Regions from separate parts of the Sus scrofa genome. Here all the other regions are linked to region 1. Evidence: chromatin contacts called from public Hi-C and promoter capture Hi-C data. All regions are on one chromosome and are shown on one strand. Each heading gives the region's core, a stretch centred on a gene start, on an enhancer-like site or on the middle of the called end of the contact. The rest is flanking DNA. Distances are from core to core; before and after follow the strand shown. Region 1 holds the start of HIVEP1 (zinc finger protein 40). Region 2 has its middle 72 kb from the start of ADTRP. Region 3 overlaps ADTRP (androgen-dependent TFPI-regulating protein). Region 4 holds the start of ADTRP (androgen-dependent TFPI-regulating protein).

Region 1 (5,915 bases), core at 3,060-5,559:
ATTGGATCCCTAGCCTGGGACTCTCCATGTGCCACGGGAGCACCTCAAGAAATGGGAAAAAGACAAAAACAAACAAACAAACAACAACAACAACAAAAACAAGAAAACGTCACTGGTGCATTACTATTAACCAAACTCCAGACTTTATTTGGATGTTGCCAAGTTTTTTCCATTAATGTCCTCTCTCTATTCCAGGATTCCATCCAGGGCTCAATGTCCCAGGTGTTATCAGACCTCCACAGTCTCCAGAGACTCTTTTCAGTATTTAAAAGGTAATTAATGTTCAAGCACACTTACTAGAGTGTTGGACATGCAGTAGGGAATTCGTCAACGTGCATACATCCATATATGTCTAACCATGTGACTGTGGTCGCAGGTGGCACTATTCTAAATGAGTGAGAAAGAACAGTCCGTCTAATCCTCATAATACTTCTGTGAAGACTCCAGTTGTATCCACTGGTAACCTGAGGCTCGGGAAGCTCAAAGCAGTTTCCCAGGATTATGCATCTGGCAGAGCTGGGATTGGTTTCAGGCTTGAGGACATTGCTTGTGAGGAATTCTTTGAGGAACCGCGGGTATCACTTCTGTCAATCACTTCTGACAGTCTATCACCTCTTTAGCAGATAGTACACCAAAAAATACTCATTAAACTTTTTTAGTAGTTGGCATTGAACTGGGTACTTCCACATGAAATTAGAGGCTGGGTTCCTTCTATTAGTGTATCCTTTAAGGTAATGGTATCGATATTGGCATAAATGTGAATTTAATCATCATTCTTAAACCTTGCCATGGTGAAAGTCATTTTCTCTTCTCCCCCTCAAGCATCACACCACCCCAACTCCCCCATTTTCATCACAAAATCTATTAAGGTCTCAGCATCTGAAATGATGGACTTTTTTAAAATTCCTTTTTCTTCTCTGCCCCACAGACTACAACATTAAAAAAAAAAAAAAAAAAAAAAAAAAAAAGGAGCTCCCTTCGTGGCACAGCAGAAACGAATCCGACTAGGGATCACGCTTTGCCATGAGCCGTGGTGTAGGTTGCAGACACGGCTTGGATCCTGCATTGCTGTGGCTGTGGTGTAGGCTGGCTGCTGTAGCTTCGATTCAGCGCTTAGCCTGGGAATTTCCATATGCTGCAGGTGTGGCCCTAAAAAGAAAAAAAAAATTGATTTACTGTAATTTTTTCACAAAATATAATCTCAGTATTCTCTGGGTTCCAATCACAGATCTACCACTTACTAGCTCTGTAGCTGCAGGCAGATTATTTACCATTTCTAAACCTCTCTTCATCTGTGATACAGGTTTATTAGACTGGGGAGTAAAGGAAATACACAGGAAAGCCTGGCAAGGCATAAACTCCCAATGACTATCAATTACTGCCACCACCCCTACTGCTATATTCCTACTGCTGCTGATACAAATACTATTGTAACAACTTCGTCCAATACAAATAACGCTAGCCAGTGCAAATACTACTATTGCTATTACTGCCCATACAAATGCTACTATTTCAATTTTTGCTGATACAAATACTACAGACAGTCCTGGACTTAGGATGGTTCCACTTACTTTTTAAAAAAATTTATGAGAGTGCAAAAGTAAGATTAAATAGAAATCATGCTTCGCATTTTTACTTTTGCTCTTTTCTCAGGCTAGCAGTTTGCACTATAACAATGCTAGGCCCCAAGCCACAGCTCCCAGTCAGCCACACCATCGAGAGGGTAAACAATCCAGCACACACGATGATTCTGTTTTTCACTTTCAGTACATTATTCAATAAATTACACTAGATATCCAACACTTTATTATAAGATAGGCCTTGTGTTACATGATTTTGCCCAACTGTAGGCTAGTAATGTGTTCTGAGCATGTTTAAGGTAGGCTAGGCTAAGCTGTAGCTTAGGTGTAGTAAATGCTTTTTTTTTTTTTTTTTTAAATTTTGAGGGCCACACCTGCGGCATATGGAAGTTCCCAAGCTAGGGGTTGAATGGGAGCTGCAGTTGCCGGCCTACACCACAGTCACAGCAGTGTGGGATCCGAGTTGCATCTGAGACCTACGCTGCAGCTCACAGCAACACTGAATCCTTAACCCACTGAGCCAGTCCAGGGACCAAACCTGCATCCTCATGGATTCTAGTCGGGTTCTTAACGTGCTGAGCCACAACGGGAACTCCCCATATGCATTTTTGATTAGGATGTTTACAACTTATGAGGGGTTTATTGGGCTTAACAGCACTGTATCTAAGTTGTTTTTGGTGTATTTTTTTTTTGTCTTTTGTTTGTTTATTTGTTTGTTTGCCTTTTCTGGGGCCACTCCTGCGGCTTATGGAGGTTCCCAGGCTAGGGGTCAAATCGGAGCTGTAGCCATCGGCCTTTGCCAGAGCCACAGCAACACAGGATCCCAGCCGCGTGTGCGACCTACACCACAGCTTGTGGCAATGCCAGATCCTTAACCCACTGATCAAGGCCAGGGATGGAACCCGAAACCTCATGCTTCCTAGTTGGATTCGTTAACCACCGAGCCACAACGGGAGCTCCCCTGTTTTTCGTCTTTTTTAGGGCCGCACCCATGGCATATGGAGGTTCCCAGGATAGGGGTCCAATTGAAGCTGTAGCTGCAGGCCTACACCACAGCCCCAGCAATGCCAGATCTGAGCCGCATCTGCAACCTACACCACAGCTCATGGCAATGCCGAATGCTTAACCCATTGAGCAAAGCCAGGGATCGAACCCACGTCCTCATGGATACTAGCTGGATTCATTAACTACTGAGCCAGGACGGGAACTCCAACACTACTGTAAATCAAGGAGGATATGTACTATTTCTATTCCTGCTGATACAAATACTACTATTACTGCTACTGCCAATAAAAATACTATTGTGCCAGATCCTAAGTCCATCAGTAATAATAGTTTTTCTTAAAAAGATTATTCTCAGTCCAGATGTCTCCAAATGACATGCAGTATCATGTCTTAATTCCTTCCTAAAGATGCCCAGGGAGGCTTTTCCCTGCCCATTCTGTCTTTGCAGCTCACGAGAAGAGACCCCCTTCTTCCTGTTAGGGCAGGTGAAGGCCTCTCATCTGGAAATAGCTCTGCATGGCCTTCGCTCCCTCGCACATGCTCCTGCTTTGGACGCTACATTTGCACGGCCACCCCTCCTTTTTCACATTTACTTTGACTTTCTGTCCTAGCCAGAAAAACCATCACACGCACGGTTCACTTGCTCTCACCTTCAAGCCACTTCCCTTGCCTGGAATGCTGTTCTCATACAATTGCCAAATCCTGAACTTTTTCTCCCTCAAAATCCTGCTGAGAACTCACCGTGGGGATGGATGGAACTTTCTGTGATAATCCTGCCCTCCACCCAATCCAGAAAGCTCTCAGCAATCACGTAAATAACTGTGTATAACTTTAATTGGCTCTGTTTATAAGCCTCCTCTTGTATCTTTTTCCCTCTAGGTATTTTTCCACGTGTTTATTCTGTCTCCATTAATTTGTAAACTCCCAGAGGGCAAGGCCTGAACACAGGTTGGTGTTGGCATAAAATGGATGAACAGTTAGGACCGAATGGCAGCCTCTGCAGTGTTTCTTGATTACGAATCTGACAGTAAAGAAAAGAAATCCTTTTGTTAGTGCTTTGTTTGTGATGGTCCTGAGACTGCTAATCTAATGTAAAAATATATCCGGTTTCTGCTAGTGTCCAGTTAAGGAAGATAAAATCAACAGTTACAAGCTTTCCATAATGGGAGGGGGAGGGTGCGGGAGAGCCTGACCTGTACCAATGGTACATGAAAGGCATGTGATTATGTGAGTTTATTTTCTTCAGTGGTATCTTGTCTTTTCAAGGCTGCAGGTCTATCTTAGAAGAGAAATAATATTTACTTTCAAAACCGAAATCTAAAAACCAAACAAAGCCTCAGAAAACATACAATACCACCCTGTTCTAAGTTTGTGCTGAGTGGAGGGAAAATGAATCTAATTGAGAAGGCTTCTTTTTTTGTGTGTCTAACAGAAAATGCCACAGGGTCCAGCTCTCCAGGATTTCTGGATAGGTGGATTGTTCATTTCAGCCCAGATAACAAAGGGAAGCAGGGCAAACGCTCTTCTCACCGCGGGAGTAAGAAGTGGGAATCCTTCCCCGTGACCACCTGCTTCTCTCTCTTCAAACTAGCAAATAAACTGCCAAATAGCTGTGTATCGTTCTCGGCGCAGAGCCCACGGTATAAACCCAACGTAGGCGGTGCACTAGATAACATCAAAGCCCCAGGCAGGGGCCAGAAAAGGGGGGGGGGCAAAAGCAGCCGAGGGAATGAAGCGCCTCCCCCTAGCATTTCCTCTCACGCCCACTTCCAACCTAGGAGGCTTTTGGTTTCTGCTTTTGTTGTTTTTAAAATTAAAAGTTAAACGCAGGAAGCTTTGGATCAGACTTTTGCGTGGCAGTTCGGGTAAGTTTTCTCTCGGTCGGCTCTTTTGTCTGGCGTCTGGCCGGGGAAGAGCCTGGGCGTGGGGCAGAGCTGGCAGAGCGTGCGGGGCAGGTTTTGTCGCCGGGTCGCCCGAGGAGGAGGGGATTCGGCCGGTGGACGGGGAAGCCCAGCGCGCGCGGAGGGCGGAGGGCGGAGGGGAGGGACGGGCGGCGGCGTGACCCGGAGGCCAGCGGGGAGGAACCTCCGGGATCTCCGCGTGGCGCTGGCGCAGCCGGGCCGGGCGCAGGGCGGAGGGCCGGGGCCGCGGGGCCGCGCCAGGGGGGAGCCCGAGCCGGGCCGGCCGGGCGGCCGCGTGGGAACCGGGGCAGGGGGGCGAGAGGGCAGCGGCGGTGGCGCGGCGCCCGGCGGACGCGGCGGGCCAGCGGGGTCCCCCGACGAACCCCGGCGGAGGACTTGTGTTCTCCCCACACTGTTCTGCCAGACAAATGTGGGACTGCCCTCAGCTGAACCCCACTCCGCAAGGGGGGCTCCGAGAGCGCTCGCACCTCCAGGAGGGGCGCAGCTGGAGGGAAGTGGGGCCCGAGAGGAGCCCCCTCCTTTTTTTTTTTTTTTTTTCCGGAGTATGGTCACCTCCCCCATTGTGCCAGAATTACCATTCCCATTTATCTTTTGATTCAAAAAAAAAAAAAAAAAGGTGTTTCTCCACATTCCGTTTATAGGATACAGTTTGAGAAATTGTATTTAATTTGCCACCAAATAATTAAGCCGAAACTAGCTACTTTATAGTTGAGTTGGATTCCCCTGCATTCTGATAACTAGGGAGTCAGGGCTGTAGGAGGAATTAGGAAAAGAAATTGCATTTAGAAAATTCGGAGTGGGAAACTGTTCGGTATTGTATATGCTTCAAAAAATTAATATTAATTTAATGCTCCAGAAAGTGAAATTGTGAATAGAATATAAGAAAAGAGTCCTATAGCAAATTAAAATGACGACATTAATCTATTACAACTCCAGATTGCATGTTTAATTTGTTAGAAAGTTCCCAGCAATGCCAAATTCCATTTAAACCTTGTGTTCACGCTAAATATTTGTTATGGTCAACAACTATTGGGTTAAAAATATGGTAATTTTGACTTAGCAGGTGACACAAAGTAGAATCAATATTCGTCTTTATCCTCTGAGAAATTAGGTATACTTTCGCACTTAAAGAGATGTTTGTGTTTCTTTTAACACAAACTGCGAAGTGTACGTACTTTTTATAGTTGCCATTTAATTTCATAAAAGAGGTGATTTTATGACATCGAAAATTTAAAGAGTGCATTATTTCATGGCAATGTTGGAAGCATAGTTTGCCAAACATTATTGCAAATTTAGGCAGTTGTTGGCTGCTCTTTGCTCTTATGGCCAAATCCAGTTTTTGATGGGCATATTCCCCCCTTTACATGACATTATTTTTGGTTACAAGCTCGCTTTTATTGAGTATTCC
Region 2 (6,243 bases), core at 1,976-4,475, 130 kb before region 1:
CAGCTGTAAGGAATAGATAACATGCTTTTGAAATCAATCATAAAATTGACTTAAAAGCAGGAAACATAAGCGAGTAATGATGGACTTTAAGCATCAGTCTCATTCAGCAGCAAGGCAGAGCATCTGAGAAACTCCACACTGGCTGCTGATCATTTCATGCCCTAGAAGGCAAGGGAGGAAGTAATCTAGGTCTTTTTTAGATTTAGAGAAATTTAGTGGTAAAGTGAATGTGACGGGAACTTGAAGAGAAAGTGAATTCTTGGTAACCAGGGAGACAAACATAGAATATGGTCAAGTGAAAGACAGACTTTAAAATTTCTAAGAAAAAGGAGTTCCCGTCATGGCACAGTGGTTAACGAATCCGACTAGGAACCATGAGGTTGCGGGTTCAATCCTTGGCCTTGCTCAGTGGGTTAAGGATCCGACATTGGTGTGAGCTGTGGTGTAGGTTGCAGACGCGGCTCAGATACCCCATTGCTGAGGCTCTGGCGTAGGCCAGTGGCTACAGCTCCAATTAGAGCCCTAGCCTGGGAACCTCCATATGCTGCAGGAATTGGCCCTAGAAAAGGCAAAAAGACAAAAACAAATGTCTAAGAAAAATATTAAGGTATATCAACCAATGATATACTAAAGGGGCAAACAATTCAAGAACTTTAGGATATTCTGGAATATTTTCTCCTGATTATACAATCACAATAAACACCAACTGGTAATAAAAAGAAAAGACATAAGAAATTAATCTCAAAATAATTCAAATTTAGTAAAATATATGTAACCCTGGAAATAGTAACATAAAATCAATAATCTCTTCCCTTTCTTAGTAAATTTCCAACCCTCCATCCAATTAATTGAGCCAGAAACTAAGGACAGTTGTCCTAGAACCTTGATTTTCACTCCCATCTCATTGACTTACTTGCCAGGATCTTTCCATTCCTAAATGTATGCCATAGCTGAATGTGGCTCATTTCTATCTCTACTGCCGCTGTTTTAATTCCACTTTTTACTCTGTCTCTTAGTCTACTACAAGACTCCTAACTTGCACCTTTACGTCATCCTCTAAACTCCTTCTAGAGAGGTCTATTTAACCTACAGATTTGATTATATCACTTTCCTCCTTGAAACTAGTCATCTGATCTCCACTGTGTGTAGAACTCCAGACTCCAAAACATGGCATAAAAAGCAATTCTTTGGTTTTATTTCTAGGCATGCTTATTCACAAACAGCCTCTAACTAAAGATCCCAGAGCCTAATGCATAGTAAGTATGTAATAAATGCAAGTTAGTTGGCGGAATGAATTTGTATGTGTGTTTTGATATCCGAGCAAAGAAAGCAAAGAGCACATATAGATGCCTAATGAGCCATTACTGGGTCTGTAGCCTAGGGGATATCCCAGGAAATGAAGAAAGAGCTTACTGAATGGTCATCTGAACACATTGTCGGTGTGCTTCGGGAAATAAGCTGTGGAGCACAGAAAAAGTACAAGGAAACCAGATAAGTAGCATGACTTTTAATATAGACTGACTGGATTCATGTCAATCTCAGAAATAATGATAATTAGGACTATCTTATGAAGATTTGGTGAAAGGAAGTTGTTTTCACCAGGAAACACGGTAATCTCACTTATTGTGGGGCAAGTTAACTAGTCTGGTGAATGAGAAGGATGAGGTAGACACCATGTAACTAGATTTTAGAGATGAATTTGACAGTTTCCATTGTTCCACCCTGGAGTCAGGTAGACCCATAAAGATAGACACAGGTGGTGTCATCATTAGACCGGTTATCCTGGTGCCAGTTAGATGCAAAGTTAAGTTCCTAGTGGCCTGCCCTAGAATATTGTCGTCAGCCTCATCCTGTTCAATTGTTTACCCAAAGCTTGAATGAAGGTCCAGAAAGCACATTAACTGAATTCGTGGATTGCATCTGTGTAATTAGAATACTTTATAAGCCGTGTAAGAACCCTGAAAGGACTCAGCAATAGGGATATATGGAGTCAACATTGTAAAATGAAATTTAACAAGAATATGAAGATCTGTAGGTCTTCCACAAGAGTATCGGTGTATCGGTTTGGGAAACCTGTCACTTCCTATACCATCTGATTTAACAGAGTGATCCAAGGCTTCTTTAATGGAAATAAAGAATGTGGGATGAAGAAAGAATAGTCTCCTTTTGTGCATGCTGATGGATCACACCTGGAATATTGCTTTTGCCTTAGGCAGGCATCAGATTTTCAAGTTGGGCCATAGTAGAGGAGAGCAAGTAGAATATATAAGGTGTTGCAACCACATCTAATGAAAAACAGTAGGAGGACCTGAGGTGAACAACCTGTTGAAGGGGTGGCCCAGTGGCCAAGGGAGCCATATGACAGGTCAGAAGGGATGTCATGTGAAAGTGAGATCTTGCTTGCTCTGTGTGTCTAGTCTCACAGGTAGTGCTGAGACCAACAGGTGAAAGTTACATGGATACAATCACATTTTATTATAAGCAAGGGATTTATAATAATCACAGCAATGATTGGAAAACCACTTAGGATATATTGTTGGTTCAGTCTTTTGATGGGAGATTGGGCTGAATGAATTTCTAAGGTGCTTTCTGACCTCCACTTAAGAAATATGATAGCTATATATGGTAAATTCCAAAAAAAATGGACAAAAACATTGGAGTTCCCGTTTTGGGCAGTGGTTAACGAACCTGACTGGGAACCATGAGGTTGCGGGTTCGGTCCCTGCCCTTGCTCAGTGGGTTAACGATCCGGAGTTGCCGTGAGCGGTGGTGTAGGTCGCAGACGCGGCTCAGATCCCGCGTTGCTGTGGCTCTGGCGTAGGCCAGTGGCTACAGCTCCAATTCGACCCCTAGTCTGGGAATCTCCATATGCCGCGGGAGTGGCCCAAAGAAATAGCAAAAAAAAAAAAAAAAAAAAGCTCCCATTCATTTATGCACATAGTTTTGCAATATGACTTGGCAGCATCTCCCATTAGTTTATTTCTCAATCTCTTGAACCTAGGCTTAGCTACAGAACCTCCCTTGACCAAAGTAGAGGCTTGAAAAATGCTTGTCTGTCAGGGCTTTGTCTATCACTGCCCCTGGGAATCTTGAAATTGCTGTGAACCTAGGTTATTATGTTGGAGACACTTGACCAAGTGAGCCTTCTCACTCCACCTAACGGTGAAAAACAGTGAGCCAACAAGTGAGTAAGGTCATCCTAGACCAAGCAGGCCCTTGACCACCTGCCCACTGACCAAAGGTGAATGAATGGGCCAAGGTAAGACCAGTGGAACTGCTCTGCTGAACCCAGGTCACATTGCTGTGTCAGAATCATTAGCTCATAAATGATTGTTGTTTTAAGCCACTAGGTTTTGCTGTGTTTATAACACAGCAAAAGAATGATACATCATAGATTATACTCCGCTTTTCCTGAAATATTTGTTGTTTTTTCACAAAGTCTTTCCAGGAGGGAATCTGAGCATCTTTTTTTAGTTCAAGATGGAATGTACTCTTAACCTAACACTATAGAGAAAGTGCTGGGTTGAGACGGGGTGGAAATGATGAGAAATACGGGGAATGTGATTAGGTCAACAGATAGAATCTATTGGCCTAAAGATTTTTAAAAGTTATCGTAGGCATGAATAATTAATTATATAGCTGAATATCCAAATGACTGCATGAATGAAAACAGTCACAAAGGCATAAACACACAAACCGTTGTGCTGCATCTTTGGGTTTCACTCAGTGGCGTTTCCCGCTAACAATGGAGGCAGACGTACATTTTTGTTTACCAGGTTTTTAGGAGGATCATTATTCCTGATATTCATAACTCCACTTTGCATAGCACCTTTTGGCTTAAAAAGCATTCCACATCCATTCCTTCATGTATTTATAGTTAGTATTTCACACCTAGAATATTAGAGATGTGTAAATATTAGAGATGCATTTTAGTTGGGATTTCCAGAGAGAATCAAGTTCCTTCTGTTTTGCTGCAGCAGTGCTGAGTGGGTGTGAAGGAGAGGAGAGAGCAGGGTTAAAAGATGACAGTGAATCCCCTTCCCCCTACCCCCTCCCCCGGGGGAAGATCAGGTACTCTCCCTTCGTGGCTTGCAGAAGACAGCTTGAAGGTTCCCAGACAGCTCTAGTTTGAAAGACCAATATGGAACACACCCTTTCCTGTCTTTGCTTTCTTTGGTGCCATAGCATCTCAAGGAAATTTATTTATTTATTTTAGGAACATTTCTGGACTTTTTTCACGAGGCTTCATTTGAAGCGACTATATCTATTGTGAAAGAAGCAGCGTAACCTTTGCTGCTTCTTCATTTTAAGTTTTCTTTTGAATTTGCTGTTTTCTGAGCCAGAAGAAAGGAAAGGACGGCCTTTCCCTTTCTAACAGGTTAGGCAGGGCAGAGGCCTGAAATGGATTCTTTAGCATTTATCAAAGCCTTGAACTTACTCTGTTCAGCACATCCTTCTTTCATTTTGTGCTGACTTTCTACCTTACTTTGCTTCTCATCTTCTTTGTCCTGCTATTAGAAAGGTGCCTTTTTATGTTTCTCCTTGTTTATGCCTCCTCTAAATAAGTCTAAATATTGAGAAATGCCAGCCAAGGAAAAGGCTTTTATTTTTATTTTTATTTTTTTGTCTTTTTGCTATTTCTTTTTTTTTTTTTTTTTTTTTTTTTTTTGTCTTTTTGCTATTTCTTTGGGCCACTCCCGCGGCATATGGAGGTTCCCAGGCTAGGGGTCGAACTGGAGCTGTAGCCACTGGCCTACACCAGAGCCACAGCAACGCGGGATCCTAGCCGCGTCTGCAACCTACACCACAGCTCACGGCAACGCCGGATCGTTAACCCACTGAGCAAGGGCAGGGACCGAACCCGCAACCTCATGGTTCCTAGTCGGATTCGTTAACCACTGCGCCACGACGGGAACTCCGGAAAAGGCTTTTAATCCTGATTTCCAGGTTGGTGGGATTTTTTTTTTTTTTTCAAAGAAGCCGTTGTTACATGTTCCTTCAGGAAGCTCTGGAGCCTTGTCCTCCAGACCTGCAGGCCCTTTGAAACCAACTGGCTGATTGATCTGCTGACTTAGCAGATAGCATCATGAAAGTGTTATCAAAATACTAATTAAATAGAATAATTTTACTCATAATCTCAGCACCCCACAGATTAAACAATGTCCATCTTCCGTGAGGCTCTGTAATGGTGGTTTTTCAGGATAGATGTTGTTAAAGAGACCAAATACAGACATACGTGTATGTGTTTATATATATATTGTGGGTTCGATATACCTTCATATGCTTATGCATCCACTTACTTACATGTAAGGATGTAATGCTCTTTGAAAGCCTCATGGAGAATCACACTTTGAACTTACAAACAGCTATTTCACTTAAAGATTCCCTTTCTTTTGCTAGAAACTTTTTACATTTTATTACTTCCTCACTGCCCTACACCCTCATCGAGGAAAGATAGATTGGGTCGATGTTAAATAACAGAAAATTCCTTTTATAGGCATCTTAGACAACATTCCACTGTCAATACAGTAAACAGAAGTAAGAAATGTCAGTATTAGGCAACAGTCAAAATACTGAAATGCCTCTCTGGAAATTGTCTCTTTCAGCCTCCTACTTAGACTAATTCCTTCATTCACCTTCCAAACATTTGGCACAAGATTATCTTTCAGGGTGTAAGTTATGACCATTAAGCAAATTTATCCAAGCAAAAATGTGCAGCAAAAGTGGCTCAACACTTTCTAAAGTTCAGTGTCTCTTTTTTGAGGCAACGGCTCCTCTCAACAAAAATAGAATTTAGGGAGCGCCAACCAGAGCATCCTGCTGACTGAATCATCTTTACAAATAGTTGTTCTATTTTCAAAGTAAGAATATGTTTTTTCAGATCATGTTTAGACATTATGTAGCATAAAGGCATGAACAGAGAGATTAATTGCCGTGTTTGTGTTATTAGTAACACAAGGCTGAGATTAATAACCTTCTCAGAAAATTATTTCTCATGGCACACACGGAATCTTATTTTGTGTATTTCAGTATTGCTATCTGATGGTCCCAACGGTTCACTGTATTTATATAAAGATTCTTTGCCTCTTTCCAGAGCCAAAAATGTTTATATTCTAGCACATAGTCTTCAAAGACTTCAATGTGAAAAGCAGATGTATTTTAGAAAACTCATTATGTATTTACCAGAGTTATTTACTAAAGTGTGTTTTCTATTGAATCTGTCTGGAGCAGTGGTCCTCCACC
Region 3 (5,386 bases), core at 110-2,609, 240 kb before region 1:
AAGCACCCAGATGTGGAATGACACTGAAGCTGTGAAGTAACCACAGATGAAGAATACAACGTTGTGATTGAATTAGATGACTTAAGAATATTTTGGCTGGGGGGTTTCCATTGTGGTGCAGTGGAAAAAAACCTGATTAGTATCCATGAGGACACAGGTTCTACCCTTGTCCTCACTCAGTGGGTTAAAGGATCTGGCGTTGCTGTTAGCTGTGGTGTAGGTCGCAGACGTGGCTCGGATCCCACGTTGCTCTGGCTATGGTGTAGACCAGCAGCTGTAGCTCTGATTCAACCCGTAGCCTGGGAACTTCCATATGCCGCCCTAAAAAGCCAAAAAAAAAAAAAAAAAAAAAAAAAAAAAAAGAATATTTCGGCTAACTTTTATTTGCATATTGCTTTATTCTATTTCGCTTCCCATGTCTTACCATGTCAATCCATTTTAAGCATTATTGTCAAGATAGTCTTTTTGAAGCATCATTCTCTGGCCACGTTGCTAATAATTTTCACTCCTGCCTTCATGCCAAACAGCAGCAACAACCCTATCTCACATTGTATGTACCGTATCTGGCCTCTCCACCCTGCCATCCACAAGTCTCTATAAGCAGGCAGTTCCAGGGTGATTTCCTGTTAGTCTCTTTCACTAGTAGGTCTGGCTACAGAAAATTGCTGACCATTGATCTCTGCTCCCTTGATTTGGGGACTGTACTGTGTTGTTCATTTTTTCCCTTTTTTTTTTTTTTTTTAATTTAATTTTACTTTTTAGCTGCTCCAATCCAGCCAGTCCCTCAGGGCCTAGATCCAATGACCCCTTTCATGAAGTCCTTACCACACTGCCCAGACAGATGCAACTACTTCCTCCTCATGTTCCTTTTGACTCCTGTTTGTTATTACACTTTATCACTTTCCATCTTGTGTTCTTATAATGTGTATGCATGGTTCATCTCCACTTACTAAGTACAGACCCCCTGCAGACTGGTGCTTGGCCTTATATAACTCTGCTTTTCCCAGCAGGACCAGTCCTGCTTGAGGGGAAATATTTGTTCAATAAAGGGATGAACAGCAGTAGGAACATTTCTCTTTTCCTGCTCCTCAGCACTGCCTTAGGGAAAGCTAGGTGATGTTTTGGGGGTGAAAGAGAGGGGAGGAGTGAGCGAGCTACCATATTTACAGATGACTAATGCTTTCCAAAGGAAATGAAAGATTTACAGTTATTACTACTTTGCAAAGCTTTATTTTCCCTCTCAGGGGCCAGCCCTCCAATTTTGCAATCTGAAAAATAACAAAAATCAAGTGCCACATATGAGGCAGTCCCCATGGTCTCAGTGGCTATTTTTAGGTCATTGTGACGTGGTTTCGGCAGTGAAATGCTTCTCCAGCTCAGGGTTATTGCCGTTTTTTGTTTCTCACGCTCTCTCTGGCCCAGGACCATATTCTTTACCTCATTCCTGCTAAGCTGTTTCCCTATTTGAGCATCCAAACTGGCACGCCTAACAGCTGACCCACAGCCACTTCCCTAAAATATCTCCATGGTTATCCACAGTTTGTGGAACTTGTTGATGGCCATCTGTGGCCGGGAAGGCATATGGGCCCCCAAAGTGTTGCATAAAGGTGGAGGTAGCTGGCAGCAAGGAATCTGAGCTCCCCTGATGAGGGAGCAGACAGAACTGGGGAAACATCAGTCAGTGGGGCAGGATAAAATGCCCACACACAGGTATATTTGCTTCTAGCAAAAATGAGGCCCAGTGGACAAACTGCTGATTTTGTACTTCGTTAACAATAAGGTTCAAATCCCAAACCACTTGGGCTCCCCGCCAGGGCTCCCCAGTCACATTCCTGCTGGTGATAGATCCCTACCCCTTCCCTTCATTTGTTCAGTTACATCACTTTAACATACAATCTGAGCACAAAGCTGGAAGCAACAACATCGGGAAAGCTTCTAGGCTGTAGAGATGATGGTAAGCTTTTTTGCATTCTCACCACTCCAGCATTTAGCAGAGTGTGTTTTACACAAATAGAAAGCTGAACAGATACCTGGCCATCTGAATATATTGAAAAGAGAACTGGATTTGGAAATAGAAGTCCTTGATTTGGAGTTCCCGTTGCAGCTCAGCAATAACGAACCTGACTAGTAACCATGAGGATGCGGGTTGGATCCTTAGCCCTGTTCAGTGGGTTAAGGACCCGGCATTGCCTTGAGCTATGGTGTAGCTGGTTGATTTTGCACATGACTTTAAGCCTGGCTTAATGCAAAGGAATAAATCGGCTTGGTTCCAGCATTGTTGTGGCTGTGGCGTAGGCCAACATCTGTAGCTCCAATTAGACCTCTAGCCTGGGAACTTCCATATGCCACATATATGGCCCTAAAAAAAAAAAAAGGATTAGATATGAAGATTGATGATCAGCTTCCAAGTCCTTAGGAAGAAAAAAATAATAATAATTTAAAAGTGCTATCTCATATATGAACTCCAGAAGTTACATTTTGTAAGAAAGAGTAAATCAGATTAAAGTCTACCCTTCTCCCAAAAAAGTGTGGAAATTCATGTGCATAATCAACCAGCTACCACCCTGCTTCTCCTCAAGACATGCAGCAGAAAGAAATATCCTTGTGTATACACTCTTACTCTACCCTAGGTGCTAGATAGTCTATCTTTAGGGATTTATTCCTTTGCATTAAGCCAGACTTGAAATATACGTGGCACATGTCCCACCATTCTCCACCTGCACGCTATTGGCAGATCTTGCTAAATGATAGCACAACTCTTTTGGTAGGGCTTCAGAATCCTTCACAACACAGTGTTCCAGACCTCAACTACCAGTACATCCCCAATTTATGTCTTATTCTCTAAAAGTGTCCTTTGTTAAATTGCAAAAGCCCTAGGTTGGAGAACAGTGTAGATCACTGGAGTCTTGGGGTAATTTACTGAGCAAGTGCTTACTTTGAGAAAGGAGAAGCAAGAAAGACTTGAGCACTGAGAATGTAGGAGGGTGGGAGGAACATACCTTGCAGAGGGGAAAGGAAGGCTAAAGGAAGAACCGTCACCTGAGTTTTGGGCACAAAGGTTACCGGCTGTAAGACAAAGGCTGGTGAATCCCATGAGACAGGCCCTTCTGGAGCCTAATCCTTTGGCTCATGTTCTCTTCCTGGTTTCTGTTTCTGACAGAGCACTGCCCTAAATTCAGCTTTCCCCCACATAGGGATTGGGGAATTATCCAGACTACCAGATGTGAAAGCCTTATGTGAGTCTAGGCTATAGAAGGAACATCATAATTCACTTCCAGTCTGCAGGTATTATTCTTGGCATGCCCCTCTCAGTAGAGCAAGAGGCTCTGGGTGAGAAGGCTAGAGAATGGAAAGGGGGTTTTCCAGTCACTGGGTGGAAGGCCAAGCACTTTCCTCTGACTATAGACATTGGGCAGCATTTCTGAGAATTAGTGTCACCAGGTGGCTGGATGATGAAATCTAGGCCAGCTACTTAAATTATTTCTCATGCCTCCAGCTAGGGTATTCTGCAAGACCCTGGGCAATTGCCCAAATGCCCTCTAAGTGCTTTAGTGCCAGATGTTAATGCAAATAAGCTAATAATGACATAGGCAACAGGAATGGACCAAACCTTGTATGCTCAACCTGTCAAATGCCTTTTGAGATGGCTCATTTAGATGCCTTAGATCATTCAGCCATTCGATATTTTAATTACAAATGGAACCAAAGATCAGTGTTTTCATGAGGAAAGTAACATGTGTGGCTTTGCAATGATGAATTCTTCAGGAGCGGGAGAAGGGAACTCATGACTCGCTATGTATGTGTGTGCCCATGCTTGTGTGTTCTTGTGCATGTGATGTTTCCATGACAGTTAAAAGCAAACAATAAGATTCCTTTTTCCTGAAAATTTGAAGATGGTAAAATCCCTGTAAAGACACTCCTGTAGAACAGTATGCTTCTTTTGGAATATTCCTCAGAGCCTGCAATGACAAGTCTAAGTTGATTTTCTTTCTGCAGTTCTTACCTGCTTATATAAGCGAGGCTAACAGCAGCAAACAAGGTGAGTCCTTTCGTCTTCAGTGGATAGCAGTGTGGCCTGAGGATGATTTCGACCAGTGAGAAGGGCAGTATGGCTGTGTGCTGCAGGAACAAAGATGACACATCCCAATGTCAAGGTGCCTTGGCTGCCTACAGTGCCCCTAATTCTCTCTTCCCCTCCAACCTACCTTCTTACACAAGTACCAAAAGAAACTTTCCAAAATTTGTCGTGGATAGTACTCCTTAGATGCCAACGACCTACAATGGGTCTCTCTATTGCCTACAAACTCCTTTGTCTGGCTACCAGGGCTCTTTGTAACATGCTGTCTCCTCTCTGGTCCTGTGTAGTACCTCCCCTCTTCTCTCTCTCTCTCTCTCACACACACACAAACACACACACACACACGTGTGCGCGCGTGCACCCTCTCACACATACCCACTCACACGCACTCATACCCTTGCACGCACTCCATGAAACAAGGTTTTTCCCTTCATTCTTTGCTCTCAGGGTGCTTGCTCCCCCCTCACATGTCTGTTCATGCCTCAGCTGTCTGCATGGAGTGTGTCTTCCCTCCTTGTATCCGTATCATCCATGTTGTTCACAGCCAGTGCAGGCTTCCATGATGCTTTCTCTGAATTTTCCTCTTGCTAATTTCTTTCACTCAGTTCTGCTGCATTTCTAGCCTGTGCCATGTAGTCTAGCACTGACAGTGTGTATTCGTCAGCTCGACGCGGAGAGGGGCTGTGAACACATGCAGCCTGTCTCTGCATTCCTCAGTGCAGTTGGTACCATCTAACTGTCCTATGGATGGGTGATGGGTGTTGTTGGGGGTGTGAGAGCTTCCCTCCGAAACCTCCATGGCCCCCCAACTCCTTCCCTGCTTCACCTCCTCCTTCAGAACCATCTATTTTCTCACATCTCTCAGACCCTTAACACTAATGACAGAATCAAGGAGCTAAGTCTTTAGGAATAGTGGTGTTTGGGGGCATAAAGACTACTGAGTCCCACGCCTCTATTGGTTAAGGGAACCGATCCAGGAAAGGTGACTTGAGTCTATGTGCAATGTCCTTTCATTTGTTAAACACATTTATTAAGTTCTTCTGCCATACTCTGTGCTTAATGGTTAGTACTTTATACGCTTTACATTTTTAGCTATCATTCCTCTTTCATCCTTGCTCCCCAGTTCCTAGTTCTTGGCAGTGTCATCTACAACCTCCATCCCAGTCCCATTCCTATGCCCTGAGGCAGCTGACCTCAATTACAATAGTGACTGGGGCTTAGGAATGTCACAGTGCCTGTGTGACCGTGCTTCCATGCCCAGCTGCTCTGCTGGAGCCCTGGGCACTGACTCTGGGTGGCCTTTGCTGT
Region 4 (6,321 bases), core at 2,849-5,348, 200 kb before region 1:
TTATGAGGCATCACCTCTAACCATGTTTCAGAAGGAAGTTTATTTTTTAAAAGAGGAAAATAACATCAAACCCTGTGAATTCTACAGCCCAACTTAAATGGTAGCTGAAAATCCCCTCCATCCCTTCTCCCCAGCTTGCATTCCCTGGGGTCAGGGACAGTCCCTGGATGGAAGCAGAGTGGATAGAGAAGAGGGAACACAGCATCTGTGGAAGAGCCAGGCACTGGAAGCCTGAGTCAGCTTGAGCACCTCAAGGATGCCCACAGCACTGACTTGTCTCCACATCCAACCCTGGGGCTTCCCATTCAGGAGGATTCAGTGCTTTCTGCCTGAGCCTACACACTACCTCTATGGCTTCCCCTGTGCCCGAGGACTTCCCACCTGGGCAGCTAGTATCCAGGGAAAGCAGTGCCTTCACAGTGGGAAGCTGGAGCGTGAAGCCTTTGGAAGGAGACACTTGAGCAGTGAGGCAGGTAGGTGACCCTTCCCTGAATCCAAGACCCAACAGCCATGGTGCTCAGTGAGGGGACTGATGTCTCATGAAATTACCCTCCCCTGTGCATCATCCTTACTCTCCCCAAAGAGGAGATGCCTAGAAGCTCACCTGTGCTCTCCCATCTTCTCTTTCCATCGTCTACTGCTTATCCTATTCTGAGTGCTTCCTTCATGTTAGATCATTTTTCCCTTACAGTCACTCTGGTTATACACTGTTTTTATTTCTATTAGACAGATTTGGAAATAGAAGACACAAGGAAATGCCTAGCCCAGACACAAAGAAATACCACCTGTGGGTGGTGGAAATGGGGCAACATCCCAGAGAGCTAATGATCCTAGAACTCATGCTTGGAACCACTAGGCTATACTACCTTCCCTCCCAACAGAGAATTGGCTTCCTCTTTCCTGGGGTCAGTTTATTCCCTCATTAGGCAGGGACTCACATCTCCCCTCTCCTTCCTTTACTCTCCTTAGATGCTAGGCAGGAATTGATCACTTAGGACCAATTCTCTTGAATCTCCTGGGGTGGTTTCAAAAGGAAATGAGACACACTCAAAGTGCTGACTTGTGTTAAGTTGGGCTTTGTTCTTAGGGGGCATAATGGATATTCCACCAACTAGAAATTAAAGCTGTTTAAAGGGGAGGGCATACATTTCCTGGAAAGCAAGCTGTGGTTGCTGACTTTGGTGAGCTTACAGAAAATAAATTTAAGTGTGTTATATAGCAAGTTATAAGACCTCCACCACTTCATAAACACAACCATTAACTAATTAATCATTTGGAAACACAACCATTAATCAGCCGGAAAGATCTGAAGAGCTAGAAATTTTAAGGCCTAGTGTTTCATGTGAAGTAACGTATTTGAAGTCTGTCTTTAAATTGATCCTCTAAAACTCACTAAACCCATCTTTACCAATTGGAAAATGTTGCATTAAGTCACACTCAAGATGACACCTAACATCTTGAACAGAACAGAAAGGAAATAGCCACAGGTAAGCCCCTCTCTGCCCATTTCAAGGGCCAGAAGTTGTCAGAAGGGACTGTGCTCCTCAGGAATGCAGCAAAGTCCAGTCTACATACTGTCACCCAGTTTTTATTAGGGGAATAATCTGTACCAGACACTGTAGCAAATACAATGAAGAATTGTAGAATGTTAAGGCTGGCAGAGACTTAGGAGATACCACTCCTGTTTTGGAGCCATTTGCAATTTGATCAAAATGTTAAAAATCACATGTGGGTGGAAATGAGAAAACAATGCTATACATAAATAAGCAGAGACTGATAGATGCTGCAGAAACTCAGGGAAAGGAAGAACAAATTTGGGTTGGAGTTTATCAGCAGAGATTTTAAGGAGAATATGGGATTTCAAGTGATCTTTTAAAGCAGCAAAGTGGTGAAGAAGCAGGTAGGTCTTTCATTCAAAAATAGTGTGAATATGGATAGAACAGTGACAGCAAAAAGCCTAGGGGCCAACACTGGAGTAGACACAGGCCTTCCTGGAGAATACACCAAGGTTCCTGGGGAGGGGAGCATTGGAAGGCTAAGCAGGCAGATGAGCTCTTAAATCAGGAGCTTAGAATTGATCCTGTAAAGTAGGAGGGAGCCACTGTAGTTTCTTGAGTAGCCGACCACAGTTCTCAAGCAGGCTCATGATGTTTGAAACCAAACCAAACCAAAAACAGTTCTTTGGGAAGATTAATCTGAAATCTGAGTGAGTGATGGATTGTACAAGTTAATACCGAGCCTACAATGAGAAGAGCTGTAAGACTGGGAAAGAAGGGTTGAATCTAGCAAGAGGAAAACATAAAATTTGGTGGCTTATTAGTCATGGAATTAACACTGGGAAATAAGTGTCTTCCGCAGATGAATGTCTGTTTCCATTCTTGGAAATATGATGGCTCTAGGACATGTAACTGAGCTAGAATTAAGAAGTCAGGGAGTTTTGTGAAAGTAGTTGATGAATCTGTTCTTAGCCATGCATAGGTGAAGTAGGACATCCATACTGGAATTGGATTTGATTAGACCATCAATTCTGGCTGATACTTCTCTCTTTATGTGGTCATTCTTAATATATAGCTAATAGGTTCATAAAGCTGAGACTCTTACAGTATTTCTAATTCCACATCATTTTTGTTATTGTTTTTGTTTTCATAAAATTCTGTGATTGAAACAAGCAGTCACTTTGATATGTTTCTGGCATAGTAGAGCTGTATTCAGAGCTCAAATCTCAAAATCAAAGACCAGCAAATTACCGGGGAGGAGGAAGCTGAATTTCCAGGTCTCTTTGATTTGAACTTTCTAAATTTCCTCTCCTTAGCATTTCAGAGTGTCATTTTTCTTACTATGCATTACCTCTGCCTAGGATTAAAATAACTTAAGAATTGGAATATTTTGTCCAGTTACTAAAATCAGATGTTTATAGGGCATCCTACATTTAGGTTAAAAATTTCAAACCTCAAACATTAGTTAGGATCCCTAAAGGATGTACCATTTTTAGCTTTTAACTCTAAATATAATTCTACATATTCCCAAACATTTTTTAAAAAATCTATTTTTCTCCCATTCATTCACACTTCACCAGATTATGTAAGCTGGGCTAGGAAGCAAGAAGGGATCAAGTCATGTGATTAGTTTGTAAAGAGTTGAAAATGTGTATTTGCCATTTGGTTGGGTGATTTTTCCTTTAAGATGGGTCTCTAAAAAATTGAAGTGGGATCTGAACATGGCAAAATGTATTTGCTTTTCTTAGATAAATCTGTTAGTCTGTGTGTGCTGTAAAATGGCATTATTCCTCCACTGGAAATTGCACTTCCCACGCAACATACGCCACTCTGCCTTCCCTCACAGACTTCCTCAAGCAAGGTTCAAAATCCCTCCTGCATATGTAGTCAGTCCCACGGTGAAATCATTAATTTAGCCCCCATTTGGGCTTATCTGAGAATTTCAAGGTAAGCTTCTTTTCAAAAGAGCATTTAGCAATTAGCCAGCACAAAAGGTAGCTATGGATAATTCCCAAATTGGCGTTCTCAGAGCAAATTGTTAAGAGAGAAGGACACAACTCACAAACAATGAAAAAGAAAGACAAATAATGGAATTTGTACTTAATAGAATCAAAAGGTGTTATTTGTATTTATCTATTATAGATAAATAGACTGCTTCCTGATACAGCTGTATGGACTTACCAGATTAAGGAATGTCAAGTACTTCCATTGTCCGTCATTTGGAAAGATTTTGGATTTCTGCTGATCCTCTCCTTTTTGTGATATATAAAAATTGAGGAAAATATACCAGCTCAAAACAGAAAAGTGGTATATGCATGTAGAAGTCCTCGTCATGGCTTGCTCTGACCAGGAACTATGAATGTCTCGAGTAGCTTCCCTGTGGTGTCCTTCTGCAGGTCACAGCTGAAGTCCTGTAGCAGGCCAGAGAGCTGTAAAACACACCCATCAAGGATTTAGAGTTTCAACATGGCTGAATTTTGCTTCTTTCATAGGCTTCTTTCCTGATAAACTTGAGTGACAGATTTACTGCTGATTTCAGATACTTCCTTTAGGTAATATCAGATAAACTGAAGGTTTGTGCATTACAGTGTGTAGGCTTTAAAGAGGGCAGGGAGTGATGCAAGAAGTGCACTTCGCCCTCATTGACTTGGATTAGGACATGATTAAATGACCTAATTAGGTATCAATACCTAATTAGGTATCAGTAAACTCTAATGGAATCCCATCATAGCCCATATTCTCTTTTCTTTCTTTTTCATTTGAGTAGAACATGGAAGTGGCCATAGCATATAGCTTGAAAAATGAGAGGCAGTTTGATAAACCAGAAGTAGAAGATTGTGGGCGTGTTTATCACATGGAGGAAAGTAAATATAAAGGGAAAGGTAGTGTAATCTTGCTCCCAAGGTCTTGGAGGCCCTGTAAAATCTGAAAAAAACCTTTGATCCTCCAGGGACCAGCCCCAGGGTTTTAGTTAGGTTTTTTTTGTTTGTTTTTGTTTTGTTTTGTTTTGTTTTTGCTTCCAGATTTTTTTTCTACATCCTAGAAAACCAAGTTACTAGAGCTGTTTCAAACACTCTATTTGCATAGGCATTTCTTTTCCCTGGGAGGGCAGAAGCATAGCAAGAGATCTGTGGCCAAAGATCAGAAAGAGGTATGTGGCCACTACCCCAACATACCTGAATTTAGGCATTGCTGGGAGAGAATGAGGGCCTCTGCATTGCCTTGGAGAGGACACGAATAGGCTTAGGCCGGGCAGAGTTTACACAACTGGGCCCTGTCTCAGGCTCCAGAGAAGAGACCTGAGAGAGAGCTGGAAGTGTGGTACCTTGTGACATCACCAGCTTGTTTCCCTGGGTAACTGACTCAGAAGGTCCTGAGCAAATTCCTAAGGGAAATCCTCCTGATTGAGTTATATAAGTCTGTAGTTGGTGCTTGTTTGATGATTTAACCAGGACTTACAAGTTCTGGGAGAAAGAACTACAGACTGTACATGGAGTAGAAAGCGAAAGCAAACCTACCTCCTAAGAGTCAGTGGATCCCAAACATCAGGTACTAAAAATGGGAGTAGAGCAAACCTAAGCCAACAATTTAGAATCTGCATTGTAACCCTTCCCAAAGGAGAAGGTGATCTGAGAAATGAGAGACGTAAAACCCTGTACTCAACATCATGGCCCAAGTTAAAATGGTCAGTAACAATAGCAGTACTTTTTTTTATGGTACTTACTATTCGGCAGGCATTATTCCAAGTGCATTGCACATATTAATCATTTAACACTTTACCACTATGAAGGAAGGAAGTACTATTATAATCCTCATTTTTTTTTTTTTTTTTTGTCTTTTTGCTATTTCTTTGGGCCACTCCCGTGGCATATGGAGGTTCCCAGGCTAGGGGTCGAATCGGAGCTGTAGCCACCGGCCTACACCAGAGCCACAGCAATGCGGGATCCGAGCCGCATCTGCAACCTACACCACAGCTCACGGCAACGCCGGATCATTAACCCACTAAGCAGGGCAGGGACCGAACCCGCAACCTCATGGTTCCTAGTCGGATTCGTTAACCACTGCGCCACGACGGGAACTCCATAATCCTCATTTTAGGATGAGGAAATTGAAGTCCAAGCTGCTAACTGGAGGCACTCAAAAACTAGTAAGAGGCTGGCAGAGCTGCAGTCTGCATTCTAACCAATGTCCCTGACCACAAAGAAATGTTTGCTCTGCATACCCTCAGACTCCCTTTGCAGTATTTCTCTACTCCCTGCTGAGCCTCTTTTATTCCTCTATCTGTCTCATCAGAAAATTCTCTCAGGAAAAGATCAGATATGTTTTGAAACTTGGTGCACATATGAGTTATTATGCTATGTCTCCCACAGTGTTTTCTGATGTTTAATGTAAACATCATTACAAATTTAGAGACTTTTGTCCCTTTGTATAAAATCTCAAGCATAAGTCTGCAGATGGGTAAGGATCTGAGGAAATAGTGAGAAAGGAGAGGAGACAAAGACCTAAATTGCTGAAATGTGTATGTCCAAACCTGGAGACTGGCCTTTTGACACCTGGATTTTTTTTTTTTTTCCTGCATTAGCCTTATTGCTCAGATGAACCCTCTCATAAATATTGATAACCATTATTTAAATTTGTTTGTAAGGGGAGCATTTGACTTTGAAATCCACTTGTTAGCATTTTAATGAGTAATGGCATGTTAATATATAGATTTGCGATAGGTTATAGGTTCTTTTTTTTTTTTTTGTCTTTTTTTGCTATTTCTTTGGGCCGCTCCCGCGGCATATGGAGGTTCCCAGGCTAGGGGTCGAATCGGAGCTGTAGC

The links. Promoter capture Hi-C pulls out the DNA fragments that hold promoters and counts their contacts. A called contact is a pair of places that touch in the nucleus more often than the background predicts.
Region 2: a contact with region 1 is called in a promoter capture Hi-C map of liver, with 4 times the contacts expected there. The contact joins the enhancer-like site here to the promoter of HIVEP1 in region 1. A contact is called at or near these places in 1 of 5 promoter capture datasets (liver), 6 of 47 Hi-C or Micro-C datasets (embryonic fibroblasts, liver, retroperitoneal adipose tissue and 1 more) and 1 of 2 datasets of contacts at active chromatin or transcription factors (skeletal muscle).
Region 3: a contact with region 1 is called in a Hi-C map of embryonic fibroblasts, with 3 times the contacts expected there. The contact joins the enhancer-like site here to the promoter of HIVEP1 in region 1. A contact is called at or near these places in 2 of 5 promoter capture datasets (fetal skeletal muscle and skeletal muscle), 3 of 47 Hi-C or Micro-C datasets (adipocytes, embryonic fibroblasts and fibroblasts) and 2 of 2 datasets of contacts at active chromatin or transcription factors (alveolar macrophages and skeletal muscle).
Region 4: a contact with region 1 is called in a promoter capture Hi-C map of liver, with 4 times the contacts expected there. The contact joins the promoter of ADTRP here to the promoter of HIVEP1 in region 1. A contact is called at or near these places in 2 of 5 promoter capture datasets (fetal liver and liver), 7 of 47 Hi-C or Micro-C datasets (adipocytes, embryonic fibroblasts, fibroblasts and 2 more) and 2 of 2 datasets of contacts at active chromatin or transcription factors (alveolar macrophages and skeletal muscle).

Annotation. Positions count from the first base shown.
Region 1 is chr7:8,511,547-8,517,461 of Sscrofa11.1, forward strand. HIVEP1 (zinc finger protein 40) reads left to right here and starts at 4,310. Exons shown (of 8, transcript XM_013987651.2): 1 at 4,310-4,450.
Region 2 is chr7:8,382,841-8,389,083 of Sscrofa11.1, forward strand. No RefSeq gene overlaps it. Among named protein-coding and RNA genes, the nearest start is that of ADTRP, 72 kb to the left of the region's middle. Within about 2 kb of position 3,226, at least 2 of the 83 cell types and tissues checked have an H3K27ac peak or open chromatin away from gene starts, as enhancers often do. A contact at or near this core is called in liver, where this site is marked.
Region 3 is chr7:8,270,237-8,275,622 of Sscrofa11.1, forward strand. ADTRP (androgen-dependent TFPI-regulating protein) reads right to left here. Exons shown (of 5, transcript XM_021100192.1): 3 at 4,004-4,119. Among named protein-coding and RNA genes, the nearest start is that of ADTRP, 41 kb to the right of the region's middle. Within about 2 kb of position 1,360, at least 18 of the 83 cell types and tissues checked have an H3K27ac peak or open chromatin away from gene starts, as enhancers often do. A contact at or near this core is called in embryonic fibroblasts, fetal skeletal muscle and skeletal muscle, where this site is marked.
Region 4 is chr7:8,309,584-8,315,904 of Sscrofa11.1, forward strand. ADTRP (androgen-dependent TFPI-regulating protein) reads right to left here and starts at 4,099. Exons shown (of 5, transcript XM_021100192.1): 1 at 3,678-4,099. The coding sequence starts at 3,830.